2 separate regions of the Macaca mulatta genome follow, and region 2 is linked to region 1. The links are chromatin contacts, called in public Hi-C maps. All regions are on one chromosome and are shown on one strand. The core of a region is the stretch at or near the end of the contact, and the rest is flanking DNA. Distances in the headings are between cores, read along the strand shown. Region 1 overlaps UBE3B (ubiquitin protein ligase E3B). Region 2 holds the start of LOC114670944 (a long non-coding RNA gene).

The links. A called contact is a pair of places that touch in the nucleus more often than the background predicts.
Region 2: a Hi-C map of fetal cortex germinal zone shows a contact between it and region 1, with 4 times the contacts expected there. The contact joins two enhancer-like sites. A contact is called at or near these places in 5 of 14 Hi-C or Micro-C datasets (cortical neurons, fetal cortex germinal zone, fetal cortical plate and 2 more).

Annotation. Positions count from the first base shown.
Region 1 is chr11:116,681,971-116,687,098 of T2T-MMU8v2.0, forward strand. UBE3B (ubiquitin protein ligase E3B) reads left to right here. Exons shown (of 28, transcript XM_077954902.1): 20 at 660-836; 21 at 953-1,063; 22 at 3,830-3,967; 23 at 4,287-4,352. Among named protein-coding and RNA genes, the nearest start is that of UBE3B, 46 kb to the left of the region's middle. Within about 2 kb of position 3,116, at least 7 of the 40 cell types and tissues checked have an H3K27ac peak or open chromatin away from gene starts, as enhancers often do. A contact at or near this core is called in fetal cortex germinal zone, where this site is marked.
Region 2 is chr11:116,932,611-116,937,738 of T2T-MMU8v2.0, forward strand. It overlaps FAM222A (family with sequence similarity 222 member A), which reads left to right. Exons shown (of 3, transcript NM_001194323.2): 3 at 1-2,144. The coding sequence ends at 918. LOC114670944 (a long non-coding RNA gene) reads right to left here and starts at 5,101. Exons shown (of 4, transcript XR_013401364.1): 1 at 4,914-5,101. Within about 2 kb of position 2,216, at least 6 of the 40 cell types and tissues checked have an H3K27ac peak or open chromatin away from gene starts, as enhancers often do. A contact at or near this core is called in fetal cortex germinal zone, where this site is marked.

The sequences.
Region 1 (5,128 bases), core at 1,866-4,365:
CCCCCATGTCTTGGTCTCTGCTCCCTGCCTTGGTCCCTGCCATCCACCTGCTCTGCTGCCAATAGAAAGATCTGACAGAAAGTCAGCCCTGTTACTCTTTGCCTAAAACGTTCTGTGGCTCCCATCACCCTCATTATGCCCCCTAAATTCCTCAGCATGACTTGCAGGCTCTTCATGATTGGGAAGGCAGCAGGAGATGAGGGTTGATGGGTAATTCTTTTCATTTTATAGTGTTCTGTAGGTTTGATTTTTTTTCTTTTTACTTTTTTTTTTTTTTTTTTTTTTTAACCATGAGCTAAAGGTACTCTTAGCATTGAGAAAGAGAGAAATGCATCTTGTCCCGGTTTCTTTCATCCTTTGTCTGATGGCCAGGAGCTTGTCATGACTCATTTTGTCTAATTTCCCCATCTCACTTCTCTGTCCCCTTGAGGTCAGTCTCCCCTTGCCAGGGAGCAATACCATCACATCCCCAAATGAATCTCTCCTTTTAATCAGCACTCATTCAAAACCAGGTGAGAATGGCTCCTGTCATGCACCCACGTGTCATAATTTGCACATTTGGTAATGATGCTGGGAGAGCTTCGCACAGAGGAGAGGGAACCCCGAATTGTGCAGAAGTCTCTGGGCTTCCTATTGGGCTGTAATTCTGCTCTTGGCAGGATGGCTACGAGCAGCTTCGGCAGCTCTCGCAGCACGCCATGAAGGGAGTCATCCGTGTGAAGTTTGTCAATGACCTCGGGGTGGACGAAGCAGGGATTGATCAAGACGGTGTTTTTAAGGAGTTCTTGGAAGAGATCATCAAGAGAGTGTTTGACCCGGCACTCAATCTGTTCAAGGTATTTAAGGGGAGGGACAACAGGGTTGACAGCAGCCAGATTCAAGACGTGAAGAGCTGAACTTGCTCCTTGCAAGGCACTTGACCTCTGCCTCTCCCTGTCTTTTTGCCTTGCAGACAACCAGTGGGGATGAGAGGCTGTACCCCTCACCCACATCCTACATCCACGAGAATTACCTGCAGCTCTTCGAGTTTGTGGGGAAGATGCTGGGGAAGGCTGTGTATGAGGTAGGAACGTTAAGAAACAGAGAAATGTAAAATAAAATGTTAGTGGTATCATGGGCTTCTTCATATACACATATGTGATCGGGCTTGGCCATGTAAACTGTCACTAGGGTACAAGCGAGGACAGGGGCAGGAACCAAGGTTTGTTGTACACCAGTGCTGGGCACTTTGCCTGTGCCATCTCATCTCATCCCATCGACAGCCCTGTGACAGGGCTGCTGCTGTCCTGGCTATTTAAAGATGGGAGACCTGAAGCTTTGAGGAGTCACCTATCCAGAGTCTCATTGCTAGTTAAGTAGTAGAGGCGGAATTTGAACCCAAGCCAAGATAGAGGCGGAATTTGAACCCAGGCCGGCCCAAGTCCTAAGCCAGCCCTCTTCTTTCCTGAGGCGTGAGGAGTGGTGTGCAGAGCCAGATGGCCACACGGAGGCTGGGTCCCCATTGTAGGAGGGCAGCATTTTGTGGAGTTTGATAGTTTTAAAATCTTGTGCTGACTGGGCACAGTGGCTCAAGCCTGTAATCCCAGCACTTTGGGAGGCCGAGACGGGCGGATCACGAGGTCAGGAGATCGAGACCATCCTGGCTAACACGGTGAAACCCCGTCTCTACTAAAAAATACAAAAAACTAGCCGGGCGAGGTGTCAGGCACTTGTAGTCCCAGCTACTCGGGAGGCTGAGGCAGGAGAATGGCATAAACCCGGGAGGCGGAGCTTGCAGTGAGCTGAGATCCGGCCACTGCACTCCAGCCTGGGCGACAGAGCGAGACTCCGTCTCAAAAAAAAAAAAAAAAAATTCTTGTGCTGTTTGAGTGAGTGCTTCCCAGCCATGGCAACAGGTCAGGACCAGCTGTTCCTAGTCAGCCGTGTGACCATGTGCCTTCGAGTTCCTTTAGTTTTTAAGCCCCGTTCTCTCATCAGTAAAGTGGAGATAAGAAAAACCACGTTCCTGGGTTGCTGTTGATGGTAAGTGAGGAGGGCCTCCCACGGTGCCCAGCAGCTGCTCACCCCAGGTGGATTGGAGCAGTCGTCCTCACCTTACTAAGAGGAAGTGAGTCTGGGTTTCCACTCTGTGGCCTCTTGGGGTCAGGGCGACGTCGTGGCCCACACAGCTCCTGCTCCCTGTCCATTGAAAGCCGTGGTGGGACCACCCTGAGTGGGAAGTCACCGCCTGTTCCTGGGAAGAGTCCTGCTTCCCAGGACGAAGGAAAGCTGCAGCACAAGCTCAGCTAGTCTGTGTGGCCTTTGCAGCGGGCTCCAGAGCTGCAGGGACCTTTCCTGGGTCTCAGGCTCTGCTGAGCTTCTGGCCCAAGTACGGAGGAAGCGAGCCACCTGGGCAGCACTCTTCGCATACCCCGGAAACCTGGAGAAGTCAGATGCTTTCCAAACAGAAAGAGCCAGCAGCTGGGCCAAGCTGAGAGGGAGGTCTCAGGGCCAAACTCCTTTCACTCTCGAACAATCCATTGTTCTCTCTCTGTCTGCAGACAGCCTGTGTGCACGGGCCTCCGTCCCCGGCCATGATGGAATCAGGTGGCCCATCTGAGCCCCTGCCCAAACACCGTCCAGTCTTCCTTGTGCCCTCCAGTGATTTGGGTCCTGGACCCATTCTCTGTGCCTCTGTTTCCTCATCTGCATAATGGAGACAATTTCTCAGTTGATTGCCACTGAGAAAGTTAAAAATCCCATTAGGACTCACCCGAGCACATGGCATGTGTTTTCCTTTAAACACGTTGCTGTGATGACACTCAGAAGAGCCTGAGCCACCTGGAAAGCATGGCCTCCTGGCTTTTCTGAATGTCATCTCATTTCCCAGGCCTCGCCTCTGTGTCCTTTCCCTCCCTCACCTCCGACAGTAATTGCACTGACGAGAGAAGATGGGACCTGCTAGGCCCTCCGTGAGGAGTGGCATGGATTAACTCATTTACCCCTTACGGTCCTCTGACAGGCGTCGTCAAGTCCGAGTGACTGTCCCCTCTCAGCCTCTCCAGTCCACATGTCTCTCACCACCCTCCTGCCGCTACCCTGGCACAGTCTGTCAGCGTTTTCCCCTGGCAGCATGCCACAGCCGTCTGGCTGTGTCTCTGCCTCCTGTCTTCCTCTCGCCAGCCCATTCCCCACATAAAAGTGTAGCTCTGTCCCGTCTCTGCTCAGAGCCCTCTGGACAGAATCCAACCTGCAGTGAGGCTTATGGGCCCTGCCTGACCTGACCTTACGTCCTCTTTGGACGTAGCTTCCATTGCTTACGTGCCCTCCATCCCTGGAGCACTCCTGGGGCCTTGTACCAGTGCCTGGCTGGCTACTTTATGCCTCGCTTAGCTGGCTTTTCCTCCCGGAAGCTCCCTAACCCTGCCTTTGGGGGAGAGCTTCTCCTCTGTGCTCCTCGGGCCCCTGCCCATGCCATGGCTGCCCTGAGAGCTTGGGGGCCTGATACTGTGCCCGCTCCATCCTCTTACCTGAGAGGCTGGTGCTGCTCCCCACAGACAGGTGAGACAGCTGAGGGCCCTGGCCTGGCAGCAGCCCAGCTAGGATTTAATCTCTGAGCACTGTAGCTTCAAACCCTGTGTCCTGACCACTCGTGCTGTAATGTCCCCAGGAGGCACTCAGTTGTATTTGATAGAGGATGGGGAGATACTGCTCTCCAGATTGGAAACTTAGGAGGGGCCTGGAAATGCCGATGGCACCCTCGGGCCATGTCTGCACCCTGAGCCACCCCGATCCAAACACTGCATCAGAATCCTGGCCGACCGACAGCTCTGCTTCTCTGCTCTCCCAGGGAATTGTGGTGGACGTGCCATTCGCATCCTTCTTCCTGAGCCAGCTGCTCGGGCACCACCACAGCGTCTTCTATAGCTCGGTGGATGAACTGCCTTCTCTGGACTCCGAGTTCTATAAAAACCTCACCTCCATCAAGGTGAGTGTGGAATGGTGGGTGAGCTAAGCCAAGCACTGGTGTGAACTCACAGCTTTGTAAAGTCCCAGAAGGAGATGGCCTGTCTCTTTCTGCTGTCACTGTAGCTGCTGCAGGCCCCCCACGTCCCCCTGTGGGCAGTCCCACTCAGGGCTGATCCTCACAACCTCCCACCTCAAAGTCACCAATGACCTTCTTTGCGTCAAGCTGTTCAGCAGCCATGGGTGTTCACAGCACCAAAGTAGCACCTCAGGGGAGGGTTAAACCTCTAAGCACATAGTGTTCCACGGCCCCAACACTTTCCCCTTCTCTGTCACGTTAGCGCTATGACGGGGACATCGCTGACCTGGGCCTCACACTGTCGTATGACGAGGACGTCATGGGTCAGGTAGGTCCGCCCCCTGGCTGAGTTCCTTTTCCACTGCCCCCATGGGTTCCTGAGACCTGCCATTTTGTTTGTGTTTTCCTCAGAAAGAGCCCCAAGCTGAGGCTCTGTCTGGTCCCTCGTCCTCCCCACCCCTCGCCCATCCTCCTCCCATCTTGCTGGGAGAGAGGGCCCCCTCCTTTCCTTCCAGTTGACCTGGCCTTTGAAGCTTCCCGAGGAGACCCTGCTTTCTTATATCGCATTTTAGGGTAATTCCCCATTTGTAACATGGCTTTTCGTTACCATGGTGAGGATTAGCTGTTACAAATGGAGGATTATGTCTTAGAGATGGGGAAGGTGCCACCCGAGAAGTGCCTCAAGCAGAAGCCTGTGCATGTTCATGGCTCGGCATGCAGAGCAGAGCAGGGAGCAGAGACCCTGGACTCGGGGCCGCAGCACGTCTCCTCCCACGTTTCCTTCTGCCTTTTCTCTGTAGCGGCCTCCACCCCCTCTGATTGTGTCCTGGTGGAGGTGCCTGCATGAGGCTCTGGGAGTGCATGTCCAAGGGCCGCTCGGCAGAAACGGCACCATGAGCTTAACGCAGAGCCGACTTCTTAGACTCGTGCTTGGGCACCTCAGAGAGAACCCCCAGTCTCCCTGAGCCACGCTTTCCATATCCATTTGCCAGATGGAAGTCCTGGATGGGCCCAGTCCGTAAGCACTGCTGGGAGCCCTGCGGGGCCTGTCCTCCTGAAAGGCCCCTGGGGAGGCTGACATGTGGCATGTGAAGGCTCAGAGTA
Region 2 (5,128 bases), core at 966-3,465, 250 kb after region 1:
TACCCAGCGCCCAGCACTCTGGGGCCCTTGGCCTACCCCAAGCCACCTGAGGCGCCTGCTCCACCACCCGGCCTGCCTGCAGCCGCCACTGCCGCCTCCGTCATCCCCCTGCCAGGCCGGGGCCTGCCCCTGCCACCTTCCAACCTGCCCTCCATCCACAGCCTCCTCTACCAGCTCAACCAGCAGTGCCAGGCCCCGGGCGCCGCACCCCCTGCCTGCCAGGGCGTGGCTGTTCCCCATCCCAGCCCTGCCAAGCACGGCCCAGTGCCCAGCTTCCCGAGCATGGCCTACTCGGCCGCAGCCGGTCTGCCCGACTGCCGGAAAGGCACTGAGCTGGGCCAGGGAGCCACCCAAGCCTTGACGTTGGCTGGGGCCACCAAGCCTGCAGGGTACGCAGACAGCGGCCTGGATTACCTGCTGTGGCCGCAGAAACCACCCCCACCACCACCCCAGCCACTGCGTGCCTACAGTGGGAGCACGGTGGCCAGCAAGTCCCCCGAGGCTTGTGGGGGCCGGGCATATGAGCGGGCCAGCGGGTCACCCCTCAACTGTGGCGTGGGGCTGCCCACCAGCTTCACCGTGGGCCAGTACTTTGCAGCCCCCTGGAACAGTGTGCTGGTGACCCCCACCAGCGACTGCTACAACCCGGCGGCGGCAGTGGCAGTCACGGAGCTGGGGCCGGGGGCAGCCCGGGAGCTGGCTGGGCCTCCCGCAGATGCCCTCTCGGGCCTGCCCAGCAAGAGTGTGTGCAACACATCGGTGCTGAGCAGCAGCCTGCAGTCGCTGGAGTATCTCATCAATGACATCCGGCCACCCTGCATCAAGGAGCAGATGCTGGGCAAGGGCTATGAGACGGTGGCTGTGCCCCGGCTACTCGACCACCAGCATGCCCACATCCGCCTACCCGTCTACAGATAAGGCCTGCCCTGCGGATGCACGGACACGCAGACGGGGCGTGGAGCAGGGAGGCAGGTGGAAGAACAGGGTGGGCGGCTCACAGGGGCGCTCAGCCCCACCCTGTGCCTGCTGATGCCCACAGGGAAGCCAGGCTGGTTGCCGCCTTGCTGTGGCCGGATGGAGGGTGGCAGGGCAACCTCACATACCAAGGCCCCTCCCCACCATCGGTTGCCCCAGGACACAGGGAGGGCCTGGGGGCAGCCACTGACGCCCACGCCTTCCTTTAAGCTGGCAGAGGCAGGGAGAGAAAAACCACTCGAAAACAAGAATGGTTCTTTCTGGGCCTTCTGGGACAGAGGCCCAGGCTAAGGTGGGGTGCAGGAAGAAACGGGCGCACCAGAGTCAGGGTGGGGGCAGAGCAGCCCCCAGGGGTCAGGCAGCTATGTTTCCCCACGCTGACTCCCCAGTATTCTGGAAAAGGGGCACAGGAGGCCGATAGGAAGTCACTGGGCCCAGAATGTCTCCCCACCAGCCAGGTGAAGACCACTCTGACAGAGGCCCCAGCGACTATACCAGTCCCCCTGTTCCTCCTCCCCTTGCCCCCACCATTCCTTGCTAACACAGAGTTGCACCCCATCCCCATTCTCCAAACCCTGGACTACCATCTTCCCCCTTCTCTCCAATACATCTTATAGGGCTGCTGAGTACAGTTGTGCAAGCTGTGCACTGCACAAGGGCACCTTGTCCAAGGAGACACCACTTTCACCCAAACTTGTATATTTATTACAATTTTCTGCATCTTGAGGAAGGGGCGTCATTTTCCTGTTCGCACAAAGGCACCACAGGGGCTAACAATGGGCCTGCAATCTTAGATCCCATTCAGAGAGAACCGCCCTTGCCTTTGAGGGGTCTCTTGGGACCGTCCTGGTTTTAACTGGGAGGCCTAATCCAACTCCTTTCCTGCAAACCACCCTCCAAGGCCTGTCCCACACGATCAAGTGGGGGAAAGACAGGCAGGAGTCCCCTCATGAAGTCCCCAAGTCCTGGCCCCTCTGGCGCTCTGGAAGCGGTACTGTATCTCTCTCCAAGGCCTGTTCAAGCACTAAGTGCATTTACAAATCTCTGAGAATGTTTTTTTTTTATACTAAAATTGACCATTATATTCTACTGTGAGAAGTGCAGTCTGCACTATATTGTTTTAAAAACGAAGAGAAAGAAAAAAAAAGGAAAACACAGATGGTGCCTCAGCTGTCGGGTTGCTTTCGTAGCTCTTGTTTTCGTTTTCTTTCTTCCTCCCCTTAGGAGTGAAAGGGGCTGTCTCCTCCCAGCTGACCAGGCTTGCAGCCCAGGAGGGAAGCGGGCCAGGAACCTCCGGGTACCTCCTGTGCGTGGGGCATTCCGCACTCAGTGCTTCCCCTCTTCCAGCTCTTTCAAGATGGACATTGTCATTTAGCACACAGGCTGATGGCCGCTAGGTCACGGCCAGCGATCCATCCCCACAGCAGCAGAGACAGAACCAAACGGGGCCCTCTTCCTCATTCCCTCGATGGTGGTCTCGAGGGGGCATCTCCCCTCCACAATTTATTCCCAGCTCTTCCTCTGTACCTGGCATGCTCCAAGGGGCCATGGTGGCAGTGGGGCTGGGGACAGGCCACAGTGGCTAGGCAGCAGCCATCTCCATGGCCAACTACATCTCAGCCAGGCCAGACACCCCAGTGCCCACCCACCCCCTGCTGTGGTGCCCAGGGATTTGCAGGAGACCACCCCCGCCCCAGGGAGCTCAGCATTTATTAGGCCCTGGCTGTGGACCAGGCATCTTCCTACATACTGTATCTTGCCAGAGCCCCACAACACCCTTGCGGGGGGGAGGCGTTCTAGAGGAGAAAACTAAGACTTGAAGCAATCTGTGCGAGGTCACACAGCAAATCTGTGGGAAGCTGGGGTTCAAACCTCACAACATGGACTCTTCCCTGTGTCCCATTCCTGCCTTCGCCTCCTCCCATCTCTTCTCCCCCAGCCTCCTAACCCAATATTAGGGCCGGAGAACTGGAGAGCTCCCAGCTAAGGCAGGCCTCCCCTCCCATTCACAGAGCCCTGCTAGGGTGGCTGGCAATGGTGAAGTCCAGGGCAGAGATGGGGCAGAGGGGACGCCTTGGATTTGACTCTGCGGTGGGTGGTCCACCTCCCTGAGACCAGGCATCGAAGTCAGGCAGCACATACTACCCAGTCCACAGAAGAGGAAACAGAGGCTCCGAGAGGAAGGGACCGTGTCCGGCAGGGGGGACCCGGGCCTTTCTGCACTGGGTCAATGAGCCAAGCACATCACCCCAGCCCCTGGGGAGCAGGAGCCGGGCCCAGCTGGGTGAGGAGCTGGGAAAGGCAGAGCTGCGTGAAAGGCTGCCGGGAATCATCACAAATAGGACACAACTAGTATAAATGGCAATCGACAGAGTGCTTTTCTGATCTCACTAGAGTCTATCAGGTAGGTGATAAAATCATGCCCATTTTACATATGAGGACACAACCTGACCAACGGCCACAAGGATGTTGAGAGGGAGCGAGGCGTTCTGGCTGCAAGCCCCACCCCCACCCCCATTCATAATCAAAGCCCGCCTGGGGGCATCCGGAACCCAGAGGAGCCCGGACAGGGCAAGCCCAGCAGGCCTGGCCTCTGCAGTGGGCTAGACTTGGGTTCCAGTCCTGACAATGCCACCGTGAGTGACCCTAACCAATCCATTTCCCAAGGGGGCGGCACCAGAACCAGAGATGGAATTCAAGCAGACAAAAGCAGTGTCAGCACTCGGGAGGGAGCAGGGCAGGAAACCAAGGTCTAGGGCCAGGTGTTGCATTGGGAGATGGCCTATGGCTTAGCTGTTCCCAGTCGTCACCACTGGGGCCACCCAAGGACCAACTTGGTCACCCAGGTCCCCATGTCCTTGGTCAACCGCCAGGCGTACCCACACTGGGGCATCAGGAGAGGGGAACCGGGAGAGGCTGGAGCCACTCTCCATGCCGGGTCTCTCACATTTGGATATCAGGGCAAAGGACGCACCCGCTATCCTGGAAAAATCTCATCCTCCGCAGGGTGGGGTCTGTGCGCGGGGCATGTGGGGGCACACGGCACAGTCCAGGTCTGGGCCCAGGAATGCAGCTGGGGCTCTAGCCCTGACTCCCTGTGCCTCCTTGGGCCTCAGTTTCCCCATCTAGGAACTGGGCTGGCTGGTCTCAAAGTGCCCTCTGGTGGCCATTCTAGCATGGTTTCTTTATACAATCAATCAGCTTTGATTACCACATTGACGGGGGAGGACAGGTGACCAAAGCATTGCTATCACTGCTACAATTACCGAGATCCCACACTTACTACAGGCAGACCAGATACCAGGCTCAGGGCTAAACATTACTTGGTTCTCACAACCACTTGGCGCAACAGGTGCATGCACTCACATTACAGACAAGGTTAGTGAGACCCACAGGGCAATCACTTTGCCCAAAGTCACACAGCTGAGGATAAAGAATGACGAAGTGGCTGGGATAGAACACAGGCCTGTCTGATTTTGAGTCTGAGTTCCCAGCCGCAACCCTTTGCAGAGAATAGAAAACAACTTGTCAACCGCCAAATGTGGCCAATTTGGCTCCAGAACCCAGGCCCAGCCTTGGGTCCCAGAGCCCCAACTGCCCAGACGTCCCGGTGGCTGAGGGAGACAGAGAGGAGAAGCCACCATTTCATCCAGGCCCCAGGTGGGAGCTGCAGTCCTTCTCTAGGTCTCTGTTCTGACACTAGAATCCTTCTCTCTCTCTTTAGCTGTCCTGGGCTCACACCCTTTACCACAGAGCTGTCTAATATGGTAGCCAGGTGTGCAGAAAACCTCGGCTATCACTTCCTGTCATAGCGACCATTAGAAGACCACCCCAGGTCAGAGACAGGTGACCTTACAGAGAGATCAGAGCTGCCCCAGGAGGCCACGGGGGCTCAGGCGCAGACTTGGATAGAGGAAGCTATGTTAGTGGACACTCACCTTTCCAGGGTGGCTCTGTGTTTTCTTCACTCATACCCCTGTCTTTAGATCCCAGCCCCATTTCTGGAGCGGGGAAACTGAGACAAGTTCCAACTTCTGAACTTGCCATCCAAACAGCGACTCCTAACTTTGCCCTACTCGGCTCCCTCGGCTGCAGCCTGGACTCCACGCCCAGCTCCACGTACGCCCAGCACCACTGCGCCTGCCCAGTGCTC